Linked DNA regions of Gasterosteus aculeatus: region 2 is linked to region 1. The links are chromatin contacts, called in public Hi-C maps. All regions are on one chromosome and are shown on one strand. The core of a region is the stretch at or near the end of the contact, and the rest is flanking DNA. Distances in the headings are between cores, read along the strand shown. Region 1 overlaps LOC120823518 (pre-B-cell leukemia transcription factor 1). Region 2 holds the start of LOC120823518 (pre-B-cell leukemia transcription factor 1).

The links. Hi-C and Micro-C count contacts between places; a contact is called where the count stands out from the background.
Region 2: a Hi-C map of skeletal muscle shows a contact between it and region 1, with 5 times the contacts expected there. The contact joins the promoter of LOC120823518 here to the enhancer-like site in region 1. A contact is called at or near these places in 4 of 6 Hi-C or Micro-C datasets (liver, skeletal muscle and whole body).

What each region holds. Positions count from the first base shown.
Region 1 is chr8:4,769,954-4,773,175 of fGasAcu3.hap1.1, forward strand. LOC120823518 (pre-B-cell leukemia transcription factor 1) reads right to left here. Exons shown (of 8, transcript XM_040183566.2): 3 at 1,828-2,072; 4 at 720-910. Among protein-coding and RNA genes, the nearest start is that of med8, 22 kb to the left of the region's middle. Within about 2 kb of position 1,583, at least 2 of the 9 cell types and tissues checked have open chromatin away from gene starts, as enhancers often do.
Region 2 is chr8:4,808,135-4,811,356 of fGasAcu3.hap1.1, forward strand. LOC120823518 (pre-B-cell leukemia transcription factor 1) reads right to left here and starts at 1,513. Exons shown (of 8, transcript XM_040183566.2): 1 at 973-1,513; 2 at 361-434. The coding sequence starts at 1,160.

The DNA.
Region 1 (3,222 bases), core at 333-2,832:
AAGCTGCAGGGGAACCCTGTGAAATCTCTGTGCATGTATCCACCGGTGAGGAGATTTGTGCTAAAATCTCTGTCCCGCACTCCAAAGCCTGCTTGAGAATATGCAAATGTGCACAGCGTGAGCTCCAGCAGCCAGTAGATTAATCAGCGGCGCCGAGCATGGCGGTGCCTCTCAACCAGTGAAAGCTCTCCCCTTCCTCTCCCTTCCCCTCCGCGCCGCCACAATCATTTGCAAGAGAATAGATAGGGGGCTTTGTAAGGGAGCGCAAGCCTCATTTAAATGTTATGCCTCCGACTCAGACTTTTGAGTGACATTTATCCTCGGAGAAATGTATGCAAATCCAAAGCGCGCATCAAGAGGAACAAGCGATTACATTAAAAAAGGGAAATAGTTAGCGCTGTGGAGCACGCGGTGAACTCTTATTGGCCGGCGTCGCTGGGTATGCTGGTCCAAATGGCATCCATAGACGCAAACCAGGCCGCTGCGTGCGGGCGTGTGTGTAAGCAGCAGAACGGCAGGCGCGCCGCAATTACAGCATGTTTACAGCCCGATAGGCCTCCTACGTCGCCCGTTCGTATGGATATCAGGCCGAGCAGGGGAGGCGCGCGACGATTTGCAACCGTTTGTTAGGAAGAGCGAGGTTGTTTGCGCCTCTGACTGCGGCTTTGGCACGCAACGGCACGGGCGGCGGCGTACACGGGGAGGAGGAAAAAGCCCACCTGGCATCGAGGAAGCGGGAGCGCAGGATCATGACGGCCTCGCAGGTGCTCTGCTTGAGCTGCATCTGGATGGAGCTGAACTTGCGGTGGATGATGTTCACCATGCGCTCGATCTCCTTGGGCGAAATCGGCCGCGTGCGCGACTGCTCCCGCAGCAGGTTCATCACGTGGGTGGTGAACTCGTTACACGCCTGTGGAGAGGACACACACGCACAGGGAACGTGTCAATGGAAGTACGCCGTAAGACTTTGCATATCTTATTCACCGCTGCAGAAACACACACACAGGCAATGGCACACAGTATTTAAAAGTCGCAGATCTGGGGCGCGCTTTCTCACAGAGTAAAGGGGGAATGTAAGCGCTGATATATTTCATATTCAACAGAAGTGGAGATGGCAGTTTGTTGAGAGGAACCAATGACGGCAGTTCCCCTCTCACAGCACAGCCGCCCTGAGAGACGAATACAACGTTTTTCATTCACCCAGCGCGTGTGACACCAGGCGTGAATCTGCCACCATATTACACTGCGACTCGGCGTCTCGTAATGTCTCCTCTTCTTTATTTCCTCTCCCCCCGTCGCTCTCCCTCTCCGGGTTTAAGCCGTGTCAGGCTTTGTGTGTGTGCCTGTCTATCTGCGTGTTCATCTGTCTCACTCGCATGCATCCGAAAGCGACGCCATTGTTATAAATGCGCTGCTTATGAAGGAAAGCCTCCCCCCTCCCCCCTCCCCACTCCCCCTCCATCCTCCCCCCTCCCGACTCCCCCTCCATCCTCCGAGTCCAACAGACATTGAGGAGTATACTTGGAAAGGCACAACGTAGTGCACATGCTGGACCATCCTGGGCTGAGAAACATCACCTACTGAGAGGGGCACACTTAACATTCAAGCAGATCTTTTTGTTTGGGATTTATTTGGCGAAGGGGGTCTAACATTACGGAACAAGTAGGCTCCGTTCGGCTGTGGAGGCCCTCGACTTCATGGAGTCTAGAATGTTCAAGTCATGTTGCTGTTGTTCTGGCGGGTGCAACGCTTCAAAAATGGCGAGATGAAGTGGTATCAATGGTATCAGTATTATTTATCAGTATTATTCCTACTATATGTCCTCACCTGCTCGTACTTCTCCAGCTCTGTGTGGTAGATCTGTCTGATCTGGGTCAGCTTCGCCCTGTAGTCGGAGTGCTCCGTGGAGTTGTCCGCCCCGACCCCGCCCGAGGCCGCCGCCGCGGCCGCCGCCGCCGCCGAGCCGCCGCCTTTCTCCGGACCGGACACGCCCTCTGCCAGCAGCATGTTGTCCAGGCGCATGAGCTGGGGATCCGGCGGCTCCTCCTCCTGGGCGCCGCGGATGCTCAGCACTGCAGGGAGAGCAAAAGGTCCGAGGTCAGTCGGGAAAGGTCACACCTACGGGGCCGCGCCGCGCCGTAACAAGCTGTCAGCCGGAGAGCGTGTGGGTACGACGTTGTTATTCACCCGGCAATATTGACCGAATGGCTCATTCAATTAGAGCTGGCACGATTAATCAATGATTTCATCCAACCCTCCAACAATTAAAATGATTCCTCAAGCATTCCTGATGCCTTCCTCTCTTGTTCATCATTATTAGTCCAAAAAGCAAGACATTAGAAGATGTCACCTTGGACTTAATTAATGAATCGATTAATTCAAAACGTGAAATGAAAATAATCTCAAGTGGCAGCCTTAGACGCAACGTATTTAGTTATTAAGATTTACGTAAAGAATTTTTGAAATCATGGACGTCTTTCACTCACTCCTGCTTTCTCAGTGCCGCTGGATCCACAATCCACTTGTTTTCTTTGTAGCTCCCCTTTTAATTATACCCGTAATTGTTACTATTATCATCACAGCATATTTGTAATGGTACTCTATAGCTGCCAGAGGGCTTGCTGTTTGTTTGTATTTTCTTAAGCATCTTTTTTCATCTTTTGAGAAGAAATTTCCAATAAAATGTCTTTCTTTCGTCATAAAATGAATAGATTTCAAACTGCGAAGTACACTTGTTACTTTGTGTATAATAAAGATGCATTTGATTAACACAGGGGACTTGATGAACAAAATGTTCCTCGCTCTTTTAGTAGATGGATACCGCTGCCTTCCACTAGAGGTCTCCCATGCCATTCTTGAAAAATCTCAAGTCCCACCTTCCATTTTCTACTGTGGAAAACACTGCGAGCCCCCCGACTCTCCTCCATCTGAGAACCATCCGTTCCAATACGAAAGCCCTCCCTTTGTGTGGAGCGTCCTGATGCAAATTGATCCCGGTGTGGATATCGAAAGCGCCTCTACGGCGGCCGGTGGTAGCGCCAACGCCAGCCGTGGATCTGTGACTTCAGCCCCCCCCCATCCACCTCCGTGTGCCGATAGCCGTTTAAAACGCTACCATTCGTCATGTGCCTTCTTGTCATCGAATGAGAAGGGACAGGCAGGGAGCCCTTCATTAATTCAGAGACAATTGGAGCGCTTGGTGCATTAACCCCAGACTGCTGT
Region 2 (3,222 bases), core at 263-2,762, 38 kb after region 1:
CTATTCATGCCCTGACACCGTAATTGATAAGGACTGCTCGGGGTAATTGTCCACAGGTCCTATTGTGAAAGAGTTAAAAAACGCACAGACTTTGAAGCTGCAGGAGGAAACACACGTCAGTGAAATTTATGCGGTGAATTGTGCTGTGAGCGACGCTCCAAACATCAGGGTTCTGTTGTGTGAATCGGAGGCCGGACGGACACGTAGGTGATTAAATAGCCGGTGGCTCTCCGTGTCTGCTTTGCCAGCTCCGAGCTCCATTAGGGGACATTGTGTGGACAACAATAACAACAACAACAACAACAACAACAACAACAGTGCAGTGTTTGGCTCCCCTGCTCAGATCTACCGTGAACGTACCTGTTTTTTCTTTGATTTCACACAGGACATTGAAAAGGGCAGGCTTCATTCTGTGACAGTTGAGAGCGTGTTTCCTGAAACAGAAAAGTGGCTTCAGATTCCAACACACGCATTCCACAGACCTTTTAGATAAATGCTCTAAATAATATAATCATAAATGATACAACTGCGTTGAGACTGATTAACAGCAGCTGTTAATTCGTCAATTTTCCTCTGACTATGAAATCATAATTAATTCTTTTTTTTTTTCTGACCAACTTTATCAATAAAGTAAAACATTACAAGCGCACAGCTGGCGTCGTCAGTCGGTTTAAAGTGCATCGCGAGTAATAAAGTTGCATCGGCTCGCGACCAACAACTCAGTAATTACATTGCAAACACACGTTTTTGGCTTTAATGTTTCGGGCGTCTCGTGAACGCACCGCGGCTGTGTTTCAGCGCTTTAGCAGGGCGACGCGTTGTCACGCGTTCTCGCGCACTTTCTTATTGAAAGGTGAGGCGAATGTGCGTCTCGCGTCGCTTTGCACACGGACGCGCAAACTCGCGCGTCCAACCTCGCGCACTCGGTCTCTAATCCCCCTTTTATTCCCGGGGAGCGTTCGCGGTCTTTACCTGGCCTGAGCTTCGTCCAGACTCTGGTCCGTGATGGTCATGATTTGCTGTAAAATGTCTCCAATGTCCTGTTTCCTCCCGTCGCCGTCCGGTCCTCCGGTGCCCTCCTGCATATGCGGCGGCAGGCCGGGGTGCCCCGCCATGCCCACCCCCGTGTGCGAGTGCATCAACCTCGTCTGCTCGTCCATCTCTTCTTCTTCTTCTTCTTCCTCCTCTTCTTCTTGTCTGTCTATTTCTCTGTGGCTCTCTAAAAAATCCTGCAGGAACACATATGAGCAAAGAAGAAGAAAAAAGAAATCCCGGTGGTGTTTTTGGGGGGTTCTCGCGGCGCGCGCGCGCACGCTCGTTCGTCCGCCGGAGCGTCTTTTTTTTTTCTTTTTGAATATAAATGGTTATTATTTTCTTCCACTGGCGAAGGTACCGGAGAGGAAAGCGGAGACTCGGCTCCCCCTCTGCTCGCTGGCTGTCTCTCTCTCAGCCGGTCGGAGCTGAATGTGAAATGTGATCTGAACTGCCGTTTCCTCCACTGGAGTACGGCGTGCGTAAAGAGGGAGGGGGGAGTCGCGGGGGGGGGGGGGGGGGCTGGGGGAGGCTGCTGGTTTCAACTACTGACACGGAATGGGGCACGTTTTCTTGTAATCTGGCGCACTGATACCCCCCCGGTCTTCCTGCTAAATTACCCTCCCCTGCCCCCCTTGACAAAAAAAATATTAGTGAGAAATAAGAATGGGGGTTTAATTGCCCCCCCTCCCGTCATGTACAGTACGGGCTGAGCAGGCAGCAGGAGCGGGTCGGACTCCGCCCCCGCCACATGATTGGGGATATAAGACCGTTTAGCCCCACCTTGAGGTGCCTCTCGCGAAGCGTCGATCACGGGGCTGAGGAGGCGGGACGCAGGGGGGAGAGGCCGGGGGAGATGCGGAGAGGGTTCGGAGTGGCAGCGGGATGATGAATAGAGCCTGGACTCCAAAATAAATAACGGTGGCTGACACATAAGGTCTGCTTCAGTCTCCCCTCGTGACCTCAGCGGGAGCACCCAAGGGCCCCGCAGGAGTGCCGAGACACGAGGCCCACCAATCAAACCTATCGGCCAGGGCTTTTCGTTTGGTATAATTATTAAGGCGGGCAATGCGAATGGATATCTATGGCTAGAAAAATCCATCCACTGCTGATACACCTCATGCTTGAGATGATATTCACATCTCATTTCCTGATGTCACGCCGCGTTGTCACAGTAAAACAGGCTGGTTTGGTCGCAGCGACTTTGTTCCTTGGTTTTCAGGTATGTTGCAGGGCTCCGCCTGGCTGACTTTGGCAGGGCCCTCGTAATGTAAGGCGGTGACCCATGTGGCGCAGCCAAGCAGCAAGGCCCGAGTGTGTCTGGCCAGGCTGAAAAGTGCCCTTCAGGCCCAGTGCTGCCTCACTGCCGCTGCTCCCCTCCGCCACCGAGAGCCGTTCGAAGGGAAGAGAAGAGGAGGAGGACGACGAAACAAACATTAAAAAAAGTGCTCTAGTGTGGAACTAAATTGTGAACAGTCTTGTGCAAATGATCAGCCGGGTGTGACTGAGGAAAGGGATGTAAACCCTAACGCGCGCTACAGCTTTTTTAGTGCATGCGGATTATTAAAACGAGGGTTTCATGTGTCAAGGCTTTAAGTTCAAGTCCAAGACACATCTTGGATTTCAAGATGTATTTCAGCGTTTTTTAGGTTTGCAACAGGGGATTTCCTGGTTAGGCAACGTGATCTCCAAAACCTGTTCGTAAAAATGTACACGAAAATCTTGAACATACAAATTGGTAACAATACATAGGAACTGGCGGGGGTTAACCACGCCCCTTGAGTGAACAACATGGCGGACCATGTTGGATTCTTGAGTGGACGTCTCTCCGCCATGTTGGATTTTTGAGGGGGTTAGTGTTTGTATTGTATTCTTACAAGTCAACATTGATTTCTCGTTAAAAATGCAATCATAACACGTTTATTTTACATCGTTAGACTTCACAAAGTGTGTTTACGGGGTGCAGGTTCACTTTGAATAGGGTCATCAGTTGCAGTCCGTATCTATTTCGTATGTATCACTACGAATTTGTATGTTCAAGATTTTCGTATACATTTTTAGGAACAGGTTTTGGAGACCAGGCTGGGTTAGGGGGAGTTGCAGCTCTAAGAGGAGAACCATAGTCTACACAGACAGAGCGCAATAAAACCCAGACCAGAGGGGAAACTATTCAAAGGTCTCCATTGATGT